Regions from separate parts of the Mus musculus genome. Here region 1 is linked to region 2. The links are chromatin contacts, called in public Hi-C maps. All regions are on one chromosome and are shown on one strand. The core of a region is the stretch at or near the end of the contact, and the rest is flanking DNA. Distances in the headings are between cores, read along the strand shown. Region 1 has its middle 51 kb from the start of Gm46069. Region 2 has its middle 70 kb from the start of Gm29243.

Region 1 (5,829 bases), core at 2,540-5,039, 450 kb before region 2:
GATGGCTTACCTTACTGTGTAGGTAAGCCATCCCCAGTTTTGTGGTCCCCCTGCCTCAGCTTCCTGAGTACTGAGAGTACCTGAGTACTGAGTGACTGGGTATTAAGTTTGTTCTGTAAGGAATGGTATAGTGAAAGAGCCTGCTTGTTGAAAGCATTGCTTAGGGCTCATTGGTGATTATCAAGTGAGGTGAGTTTCTCTGAGAACCAGGCTTTCCCTCAAGACATTTTTGGTGATGGAGAATGTATAGGCACCAAGCCCACCCATTATCAGAAACAGGTGAATGCCTCATCCTTTCAATGCCTCTGGTAGGGAACAGATGGTATCACAAGATGCCCGTTAGTCATAGAGGTCATAGAGAGTTCAGGGGTGCTTAAAAAAATCAGTGCAGCTCCCATGTCCTCAATGAAAGCTGGAGAAGAGGCCTCTGTATGGAAGGTATCCCTGCATGGAAAGGAAAGACACATATTTATCTCCAGAGAAGAAGCAGAATAAGAGATGCTGTGCGACAAACCTATGTAAGCCAGCCTGGCCCTTCCTTGGCACTTTTCCAGAATCAGCTGCCCCAGGCCCAGCCCGTTGGTCTTGTTATGACGTCACCATAGTCTTTGTTTAACCTACTGCTTAGCACTTGGGCTTTCTCACTTCTTCCAGAGCCCCGCTTTGCCCCAGGGCTTCTGTGTACAGCAGCTCTATGTATTCTGATAGTTGTTCCTGTTCCAGTGGAACTTGCCGGCCCAGTCAGGCACCCTAAAAGGGTGGACGTAAAGTTTTGCCTCCTTCAAAATGGCCCTGCATTTATTTCTGTGTTCTGTTTGAATAAACGATTTCTCAAACGGAAGGATGTAATCCATGGGTGAATTACAACAACAACAACATCAACAACAAAATATAGTACCCAACAACAGTGTGTGTCTGTGTGTGTGTCTGTGTGTGTGCATGTGTCTGTGTGTGTATTTGTGTGTGTGTGTATGTATGTGTGTGTGTGCGTGCATGTGTGTGTGTGTGTGTATGAGACACTGCTGCATGTGTACTCCCTTCCAGTGTCTCCTGTCTCTACCTTCCATCTTCCAATAATAGCACTACACTGCATTACACATTCACTCCTGTGGACATTACATCACACGTTCACTCCTGTGGACATTACATCACACATTCACTACTGTGGACATTACATCACACGTTCACTCCTGTGGACATTACATATTCACTACTGTAGACATTACATCACATGTTCACTACTGTGGACATTACATTACATATTCACTACTATGGCTGGCTTTTCACATGGGTTATTTTAATATTAAACTGAAACTTAAATTAATTAAAAATTAAATTTTGATATGGATTTTTTTTAAAAGTAGAATTTGGATTCCCATGCCTATGCAGCAAGCTCTTTTCCCACTGAGCCATCTCCCCAGCCGGAACAGTATTTCTGTGGTTTTGTTTTCCTGACAGGACGCTGTATTCTGGTAGTCAGAGAGATGCTTCAAGTAGCCTCCAGACAGAGATTTTGACATCAGATTCCAAATTAGCTTGCTTATCACCACCAAAGAAATGTTTTAAATCATCTTTGCATCTCTCAGGTGGGTGGTGTCTGTGCTCGTATTTGCTTTTCACTCTTAAAGGTGGGTGAGTCACTGGTTTGCTGTGGATCTGTGGGCCTGTGTTCTTTTCCATAACACTCATGAATGATATTTAGTGTTTTTTGGGGATGACTATGAACACTGATCTAACACTGCCCTTGGACTACATGTGACTATTTACATGTTCACATGTGTATGTGGGGTGGCTCACATGCATAAATATGAGGAGTGTATGGGGACCAGAGATCAACATTGAGATTAAGTCTCTTTTTTTTGTTTAGGGAGACACTCACAATGGATTCTGCATTATGCAACAATGTTTAAGTTAAAGCAGAAGAAATTCTGTGGGGGGGCGGGGATTAAAATGGGGGACACTGGAAAAATCCAAGGGATGCTGGAAAGTAACAGGTATGATGAAGAAAGAAGTCCCCATACATGAATAAATTAACACCCACAATGGATAACAGTTTGGATAGAACTTGAAAACTCAAGAAGGGTTGGATAAAACTCTGCCTAACCTTGAACTCCAGTTACCTGTGTGGCTTGTACAAGCACAGTCCTTCGGACTGAGCATTCAAAAGTAAAGTTTTTGTGTAATATAAAAGTCTTTTCCCCTTGGCCTCTTTCTCTGCCTAGGAAGTACGTGAAACAGCCTCTTTCGGAATTATGCTGTATATGGCTTGAAAAAAACAGTTTGATAGCAAATGATTCTTTTGGTTTCCGTCTTGAATAGACTGGAAATTTATAGACCCTCTGAGCTGCATGGCGTGGGGAAGTCATTCGTTGGTAGTACTCTCCCACCTGAAGCTTGATGATTAAAGCCGTTCTCTCCCCCGGGGCTGCGTTCCTGTTTCAGAGGCCGATCTGTCACAAGTATACGGGGATTAAGTATTACAGAAGCATTCTGGGCTATTAAGTATAACACACTGTTCTGATGATGTTTGCATTCGGCCATGGCTTGGAGTCATCCTGCATATAAGAGCCCTCAAGAAAACTCTCTCATTAGCACATTTATCCACGTCTCTAAAGGTAACAGCTCTCAGCAAATGTCAGCACACTTATTGGTCTTTGACTAATACAGGCTTGTCAGCAAGGGGGCCGTGAAAGGGCACCCAGTGTAAAGGAAGCGACCGTTCCCCTCCTCATCTCTCTCTTGAGAGTAAATTGGGGCCATTATGCCGCCTCTGCAGGTCATACTGGTAAATGGTTTGAAGAACGTTTCGCTAGGCCTGGCCTTATCAACAGCTACAGAAGAAGCGATGAGGCTGCAGACACCTGACCACAGCTGAGGCGTCTCTGGAAAGGGTTTCAACTCTTACCCTTTAGAACAGCATCGCTGTGAACACAGGCGGGAGGGTAGGCATCAGAGCAAGATGATAACATTAGATGGGGTATACTGATATGGTAGGTTCAAGGCAGTCACAAAGTCTGCAGCTCCTCCCTTCAAGTCTCTTTCCTCAGCCTTTCAGGCCGGACTGCCCTTGTGACCAGTAGAACACTGGGGGCAAGAGTATGGCAGTATATGACTTCTAAGGCCAGGCTTCAGGATACCTTGCATCTGTCTACATCCTCATAGAAAAATGGTACTGCTGTGTGAAGACCAGGCTAGCCCACTAGAGAATGACACTATGTAGAATACAGTTGAGCAACCCTAGTTGGCATCCTTCAGTCTAAGTAGCTCTCCTGCCAAAACATCGGGCAGTGTCAGGAAAAGTCACCTGACCTCTCAATCCTTGCCCCACTTACTGACCCTAAGAACTGTAAGCACGAAAAGTGGTTTATTTGAAGTACTAGACATCACAGTGTCTTTCATAGCGCAATAGATGACTAACACAGCCCGTTCTGAAACTAACCTAACCACAGTCACAGGAAAGAGAAATGTAGGTCTTAAAAAAAAATTGAGCCCGGCAGTGGTGGCGCTTGCCTTTTATCCAAGCACTTGGGAAGTAGAAGCCGCAGATCTCTGAATTTGAGGCCAGCGTGGTCTACAGAGTGAGTTCTTAGAGAGCCGGTATTACACAGAAAAACCCTGTCTTAAAAACCAAAAACCAAAAACAACAAAAAATTAAGTGTGCGTGTGTGTGTTTTCCGTGTGTGCAGATGTTAATAGAGACCAGAAGAGGTGTCAAATCTCATGGAGTTGGAATTACCGGCAGCTATGTATTGCAGGATTTCCCCTGTCCAATTACATTAGGGCAGGAGGAGGTCTGTGATTTGTCAGGGAAAAGGGAGGTGGAGCTAAGAGTTGCAGAGACAGAGAGCATCTCAGAGAAGGTAGGAAGAAAGGAGGAGAATAGAGGCCGATGTGAACCAGCATGGCCTTAATCAGCCATCTTCCTTCCTCTCTGAGACGCAGACTCTGCAACTCTTAGTTCCGCCTCCCTTTCCCCTGTCCAATCACAGTCCTCCTGCTGCCCTAATGTAATTGGACACGGAAAATCCTGCAACAGCTCTGAGCTGCCCAATGATATGGGTGCAGAAAGCAAACTTAGTTTCTTGGGAAGAACAGTGAATGCTCTTAGCCACTGAGCCATCTTTTAACCTGCGCCCCTGATGCAGGCAGCTCTTGATGGTGAATACAGAGCTACAGCAAGCTCTAAAGTAATTTCACGTGAACAAATTGGATCCTACTAGAAATACCATAAGCCATGATATTTTTGTATGACTTTGGATCAGCTATTCTCCAAATCAGCACAGAATTGTCTTCCTCTTCTTAAATAGTACCTTAGGACCTGGCGGACTTCTGAAATTTTCCTTCTATGATAGGACAAGGGTGAAGCAGAATAGGACGAATGATTTCTGATGTCCTACAGCCCCATAGGGTGACCATGATTGGTAGCCACGGTACATTTTGAAGACGATAGAAGAGAGAATTTTGAATGTTTTCAACATGAGAGGGTCAGAGCTTGTGGTGAGAGACGTGCCAGGTCCCCTGATTTGATTATTAGTCTTCGTATTTGTTCATTCAAATATCACGCTGTGCCCCCAAAACACAATTATTACATCAGTTCAAATAATGTATGTTTAATAACATGGTCTGGTGCAATGCTGGCATACATGGAAATGATGGAGCTTATGAATGAATTCCTAGGCATTTTGCAAGGTAAATATTAAATATTTTTATAACTGAAAACTTATATAAAATTTGATCATTTATGTTTTGTCCCTAGAATATAGCTCAGTTATAAGGTTCTTGCTTAGCATTCACAAAGCCTTGGGTCCAAACTTCAACAGTGAAAAAAAAACATGTTGCCAAGGTGAAAAATACCCCAAAACCTATCACTTCCTATTGACATTAGTACATGCTATTCTGTGTCTGTTCCTGGGGTTATTAATATCTGTTAGTTCACTCAGGTACACTTGCCTTGCTGCATGGTGTGCTCCTGTGTATATCTTTGCATAGTGTGACGACATTAGTTACTTTAGTGAAACCATCAGCAAAAGCTGTAAGAGAGCAACATCACGAAGGTGGGCTTCACTTTGCTTCTCTGTTCAGAGAGTTCTATGGTAGCCTGGCCTGAAATACATACATCACGGTGACATTCACTTCAAGGTGGTCAGGGAACACAGAACACATAAAGGGGCCAGGGAAAGATATATCCATCAAGGGACTGTTCCTTGATAGAGCTCTTGGGGGTCTAATTGTCTCTGGAAATTCTCTCACTGACACATCCAGAATCATACTTTATAAATCCCCCCCCCAGACAATCAATCCTCCTAGGCAGTCAAATGAATGATCAATGTGAACCATCAGAATGATGTCACACTGGTCATTTGAAATCAGCCCTAGTAGAAAACCTTAAATCACAACAAATAACAGATCCTAAAATTTGTGGGTTTATTTTTCTTGAAGAGCAGTGGGGTTAACATTTATTAATAATTAAATCACACCTGTTTTCTCACCCAGCCTTGATATGAGGGTATGTGCTGAGTCTTATTGTATTTTTTTATACTGAGTTTGATGGATATCCTCAGGAGGCATGCTCCTTTCTGAAAGAGGAGGAGTAGATCTGGAAGAGAGGGGAAATGGAGGGGGAGGACAGGGAGGAGAAGAGGGAGGGGAAAGTGTGGTTAGGATATACTCAAAGCAAAAAAATGAATCAATGAAAAGAAACCACACACGGTTGACTGTTTATTTTGATTTGTGATGCACTTTCAAATCTGATCACCAGGAGCTCGTCGGCCCAACTTCATCAAAGCTAAGGTGTCTGCAGTCTCTAGTATTTTCTCTCACTTGATTTTA
Region 2 (6,269 bases), core at 1,521-4,020:
ACATCGATCAACTGAATGCATCTTCATTATTTTCCTACTTTAGGAATTCTTAACTTTTTAGAAATACTGATCGCATATATGATATATGTTTCTATCCTTGTTCTTGCTCTTTTGCCCCAGCCTGAGTCAATGCCAATGTCTCTTACTGCCCTGCTTCCTATCAAAGCATCTCATTACCCACTCATTTACAAGCACATAGCACGGCCTTGATGCAATCCACAAAAAGAACATTGGAATATGTTCTTATATGTGTCTGTCATGAATTCAGCTGTTTGTCCCTGCATTAGATGTTTCCTTGCCTGTGTCACCACGTTAAGAGTTCTTCTGACTCCTCCCCTGAGAGATGAGTTGACATCAGAAGGTTGTCGACAAAGACCTAGTCACTGACAATATTTTGAGAGCAGAAAGAAAAATGGTAATGGTGGATTTGTATAATGAGAAGAGCCTTGGTGAATGACAGTACCACACAAAGATAGTATCTTACACTGGAGACGCCAGGAAGTCTGACAGTTGGCTCCATGTCATTCACCTGGGATATGTAATATTATTAGATCATTAGCCTCTCGGCCTTTGCCCAAAACCTGCTCTTGTTTCTGAGCCAGCAGTGTCAGCACCCACAAAGGCCTCACCATTCCAGTCTCTGGAGTCCCTGTGCAAGGACACCTCTGAACGAGGGACAGAAAAAAAAATCATTAAGCAACTTCTTGTTGTTCAGTGGCTGAAGAATGCATAGGTCCAAATCAATCAATCAATCAATCTGTCTATCTATCTATATCTCTCATTTGTTCTCTCTAGTTCTTTCCTTCTCTCTCTTTTCTTCTCTATTCTATGCTGAAATAGTGCCTGAAAGAAAATGAAATGTCAAACAAAAACAAATATATTGTGTACTGGCTAGTTTTGTGTCAACTTGACACAGCTGGCGTTATCACAGAGAAAGGAGCTTCAGTTGAGGAAATGCTTCCATGAGATCCAATTGTAAGGCATTTTCTCAATTAGTGATCAAGGAGGAAAGGCCCCTTGTGGGTGGGACCATCTCTGGGCTGGTAGTCTTGGTTCTATAAGAGAGCAGGCTGAGCAAGAAGCCAGGGAAAGCAAGCCAGTAAAGAACATCCCTCCATGGCCTCTGCATCAGCTCCTGCTCCCTGACCTGCTTGAGTTCCAGTCCTGACTTCCTTTAGTGATGAACAGCAATGTGGGAAGTGTAAGCTGAATAAACCCTTTCCTCCCCAACTTGCTTCTTGATCATGATGTTTGTGCAGGAATAGAAACCCTGACTAAGACATTGGTAATACACTGTCAAATTATTGATAATATGTAACAAGTATATTGACAATATATTGATAAAAGCCAAATTTAGAAACTAAAAGCAGGTGGTCCCTCTGTTGCTGTTACCACTGCTCTCTTGCAGTGCAACTCAATAAGCTTGCAGGACAACCCAATAAGCCTGTCCAAGGAAGAAAGAGGGGGAGGGAAGAAGGGAGGGAGGGAGGAAAGAAGGAAATATTTCTCTTAAATGGGCCTTCCAGACTATGTAAATGCAGATAAAATAAACGGGTGGGGAGATACTTAAATTATAAGCAACAAAAATGTCACAAATCTACTAAATTAAGAAGAGACTATTAACTTGAAAACACATTCTTTTAAGAATTCAACAGCTAAGCTATAAAAGTATAATTACTATCGACAACAAGTTTCCTTCACCGAAACCAGCTCAATGTCATAAAAAATTCAAGTTATGAATCTTGAGAAATGTATTTTCGCTCTCTTACTGTCTGGCATACAATTACTCATTCCTGTTTGCTCACCGTGAGGCCAAGATGAGATCACCAGGAGCCAGCTAGCTTAACCCCCTCCAAAGATGATGGAGCAGGAGTAGCAGGAAGCTGGATTGTAGCATGCAAGGTCACAGTGAGTCAGCCAAACATCAGATCTGCCTTTGTGGTGCTTTGAAGATTCATGTCATCTCCCACAAGCAACTTGACAGAGTCACCTCATCTTGCAAAACCCTCAGGAGTGGCTCTTTGTGCCCCATGCTCCATGGCATCTTCCATGGAGTGTTCCCCAATTCTGCTGTCTTAGAAGGCTGACTGACATGGGCTCACCTGACTTCTGGTTCACACTTCTAGTTAAGTTTAATCCAGAGAGAGACGGGACAAGCTTATGAAGGCCTGAGGATGATTCTAGAACTTCTCTCTCAGGCCAGTGTCCTCCTGAAACTGACCAGAGCACCATGTAGGTAATTTTCTTTCCTTCACTTCACCACTTCAGGCCTTAAGTGTGTATATATGTTTGTTAGTGAGTTCTCTAGAATAACAAAATAGTATTGAAAGAGAGATTAAGAAAGGGGGAAGAGGAGGGAGAAAGAGAGGCAGGGAGAGGGAAAGAGAGAGGGAGGGGAGAGAGAGACAGACAAACAGACACAGGCAGAGATATTGTTAAATCAGCTTACTTTTAAATAGTAACAATAGCAACCTCACACCAGAAAGGTTAAGAGCCCTATAGTTACTTAGACCTTAAGACTATGTCCCAATCTACTGCCAAAACTTGGAAGGCTCTGAGAGATAGACCTGCTGGTCCTTGGCCAATGATGGAAAGAAGGAAATGCTGTTTCTGATACAAGCAAAGCAGTCGAGGGCAGCAGCTAGGGCACACAACTCTGTGGCAAGAGGGAAGGCCAAGTGAATGAAAAGCAAATATTCTGTCTGCCATGCCCCCTTTATCTGGGCTGCCACTCGGAAGTGCTATGCATGTTTGGGCCGGGTCTTGTCACACCCATTAAAGCAATCAGAACAGTTTCCCTGGTGAGGCTCCCTACTGAGTCGGTTTTAATTTGGGGCAAGTGGACCTTAAAGCCAGTCATGATGGTCTCCTAGAGTGCCTGAAACAAACGTCAGAACAACAGAACTGTGTTTCATCCTTCTAGGGACTGGAAGTTTATAATTAAGGGACTAGCAGAGTCTCTCTCTCTCTCTCTCTCTCTCTCTCTCTCTCTCTCTCTCTCTCTCTCTCTCTGTCTCTCTCAGGCTTTCTTAGCTTTCCTAGCCATTCACCTTGCAGTGTCTTCCGGTGTCTCTGCCATGTCTCTTCTCCTCTTATGAGGATACTACACACTGGATGAGAGTCCACCCTGCTATGTCTGTAAGCATCATCCCTCCAAGACCACACAGTTGAGAACTGTAGACAGATAGTAACTTCAGTGTAGCTGAAAGATAGATAGATTCATAGATAGATAGATAGATAGATAGATAGATAGATAGATAGATAGATAGATAGATAGATAGATAGACAGACAGACTAGAGAGATAGCTCGATGGCCGAGAACATATGTTGAAAGTATAACAAAGTAAAAACAGAATTCTAGGCCTTTAGGCCCAGGCTGGGGAATGTGGCCTTTGTAAAGGTATGCTAATCATAAAACAGATAGTGACATTCCTCCACCCACCTGCTTCCTGGATTCAAAGAGTGCTCATTCAAAGAAAGTCACCCTGGCCATTACCAGAACCTGCAATGCAAATGTGCTATTGTTAGAGGCTCTTAGAAGCTGTCTTGAGAGTTAACAATTACCAGGTATTCCTTGTGACTCTTGTAACTTTACACTTCCTTGTGACTCTTAACTGGTATCTTTGGTATCTTCCAACAACGCCCTCCCCACTTCCTTGAGTTGTGGTTTCTTCCTTTAAATACCCCCTTACCCAGCTACTCGGCGCGACACGGTCCTCTACCCCTGCATGGTGTATGACCGTGGGCCCGAGAGCACTCTTGAATAAAAATCCTCTTGCAATTTGCAGCAAGACCGTTTCTTGTGGGTGATTTTGGGGTGTCGCCTCTCCTGAGTCAGAACGTGGGGAAGTCCTCACATTGTGGGTCTTTCATTGTGGCTCTTGCATAGAATCAAATCAGGAATTGGCTCACAGTACTCACATGGCACCTCACAACTATCTATGACTCCAGAGGCTCCTACACACTTTTCTGGCTTTTGTGAGCACTGCACACACATGGTCTATAGACACACATACAGTCAAAATACACCAAATTAAAAATAAACAAACCTTTAAATATGTATAAACAGTCTTTATTAAATCTAAGGATGCTATGTGCTTGCAGACAGGAGCCTAGCATGGCTGCCCTCCGAGAGGCCCAACAAGCAGCTGAAAGAGTCAGATGCAGATACTTACACCCAACCAATGGACAGAAGCCAGGGACCCCTGTGGTTGAATTAGGGATAGGCTGGAAGAAGCTGAGGAGGAGGGTGACCCCATGGGAAGATCTGCAGTCTCAACTAACCTGGACCCCCGAGATCTCTCAGACCCCCTGAGCCACTAACCAGGCAGCATACACCAGCTGATATGAGGCCTCCTACACATTGACAGCAGAGGACTGCTGGGTCTGGCCTCAGAGAGAGAAGAGGCACCTAACCCTTGAGAGACTTGAGGCCCCAGGGAGTGGGGAGGTCTGGTGGAATAGGGTGGGGTGTGGAAACATCCTCTTGGAGATGTGGGGGGAGGTATGGAATGGGGAACAGTTAGGGAGCGGACTGGGAGGGGATGAAGACTGGGCTGTAAAAAAGGTCTAAAGAATAATAATTTGAAAAAAAAATCCAAGAATGTTCTACAAGCATACAATACATTTTGATCGTATTCAACCCTCACTTCTCCCTCTAATCCCTCCCAACTTCATGTCTTTTTGTTTGTTTGTTTGTCTGTCTGTCTGTCTGTCTGTTTGTTTGTTGTAGCTCACCAAGTCCAATTACTGCTATCTACACACTCACAGGTACTAGGCCATCCACAGGACATGGTCAACCTACCAGGGGCTACTTAAAGAAAACTGGCTTTCTGTCCCTCAGTAAACATCAGCTATCAATAGTTCCTTGGCTGGGGGTGAATGCTTGTGAACCCTCTCTTGCTAGCTAGTCTTTTGTCAACTTCACACACAAGCAAGATATATCTGAAAGGAGGGAACCTCAATTGGGAAGATGCCTACATAAGATCTGACCGTAAAGGATGATGGGTGGGGCCATCCCTGGGCAGGAGATGCCCTTGGGTGGCACTGGTACTCTTGTGAACACTTGCTGCACTGGTACAAAGGAGAAATCTCACCCACTTAGCAGACTCCTTGAGATGAAGTAACCATCTACAGTTGCCAGGAAACAAAGGCATTCCTGCCTCCCACACTCCAGTCTAGGCAGACTCTTGCTGCTCCTGAGAAACCAAAGTTAAAGTTCTCTACCACTGTCCTAAGAAAGCCTCTCGAAGCAGGAGAAACCTATCTGGCTCAGAATCCCGTAATGATCAAGCAGTGTCTTACAACCATTGAAAGCTGAAAAATATGACCATGTAAAGATGCCCCAGATAGAAAGCAGTCATTGGATGAAGCAGGAGCAAGGGAAATGTTGAGAAAATACTTCCACTGAGTCCCAGAGAAACACACTTCACCTATGGTGAAAATGAAACCCGTAATGGAATCCTTCCTTGTACAGTCCTGAGGGAAAGATGAAGTAGCAGGCACAGCGCTCAGCTCCAGGTTCAGAGAAACCCTGTCTCAAAGAATAAGATGAAGAGGGACTGAGGAAGACATTGGAAGTGAACCTGTCCTCTAAACACACGTACATATGTACATGTACACACATATATCACACACACAAAGACTATTTTGAGAAAAAAACAAAACATGAGAGTCTCAGTTGCCAGTAGACTGGCATTAAATATAAATTTGCAACTAAAAGAAATTCTTCAAACAAAATGAGATAAAAGAGATGGAAAATTTAGCCCGCACATAGATAAAAGTAACAATGAAGGTACTAAACTTGGAAAATTCACCAAGGCATTTTGGTTATTGTAAGTCTTTTTAAAAGAAATTTGTTAATGCAAAATACTAATGCATTATAGAGTTTATGTCATATAGAGGAGGAATAATATGACTAAAACAGCACAAAAGACAAGAAAGGAATAGAGTTTTAAAGACCTTATGCAACAGAAGAAATGATTTATAATTTTAAAGGAGACTGGTATTTTGTAAATTCACATCAACCACTAAACAATAAGAAAGAGGTATATATCAAGAGGATATCTTAAAATCAAACTATCAAAAATAAGTAGAAAAGGCAAAATAAGAGAAAAATAAATGACAAATAGAAAAAGTAGCACATTTAAATCTAACTATAGTTATATAAAATAGGGTCTAACTGTCCCCATTAGAAGGCAGAAACAGGAAGTCAAAAAATAGCAAGACCTTACTATGTGTATTTTATACATATATAAATAAAGAGATGG

What was found. A called contact is a pair of places that touch in the nucleus more often than the background predicts.
Region 1: a contact with region 2 is called in a Hi-C map of bone marrow-derived macrophages, with 16 read pairs. The contact joins two enhancer-like sites. A contact is called at or near these places in 1 of 39 promoter capture datasets (liver), 1 of 484 Hi-C or Micro-C datasets (bone marrow-derived macrophages) and 5 of 115 datasets of contacts at active chromatin or transcription factors (embryonic basal ganglia, embryonic stem cells, memory CD8 T cells and 1 more).

The regions. Positions count from the first base shown.
Region 1 is chr8:34,738,106-34,743,934 of GRCm38.p6, reverse strand. No RefSeq gene overlaps it. Among named protein-coding and RNA genes, the nearest start is that of Gm46069, 51 kb to the right of the region's middle. Within about 2 kb of position 3,789, at least 48 of the 459 cell types and tissues checked have an H3K27ac peak or open chromatin away from gene starts, as enhancers often do. A contact at or near this core is called in bone marrow-derived macrophages, where this site is marked.
Region 2 is chr8:34,283,637-34,289,905 of GRCm38.p6, reverse strand. No RefSeq gene overlaps it. Among named protein-coding and RNA genes, the nearest start is that of Gm29243, 70 kb to the right of the region's middle. Within about 2 kb of position 2,770, at least 38 of the 459 cell types and tissues checked have an H3K27ac peak or open chromatin away from gene starts, as enhancers often do. A contact at or near this core is called in bone marrow-derived macrophages, where this site is marked.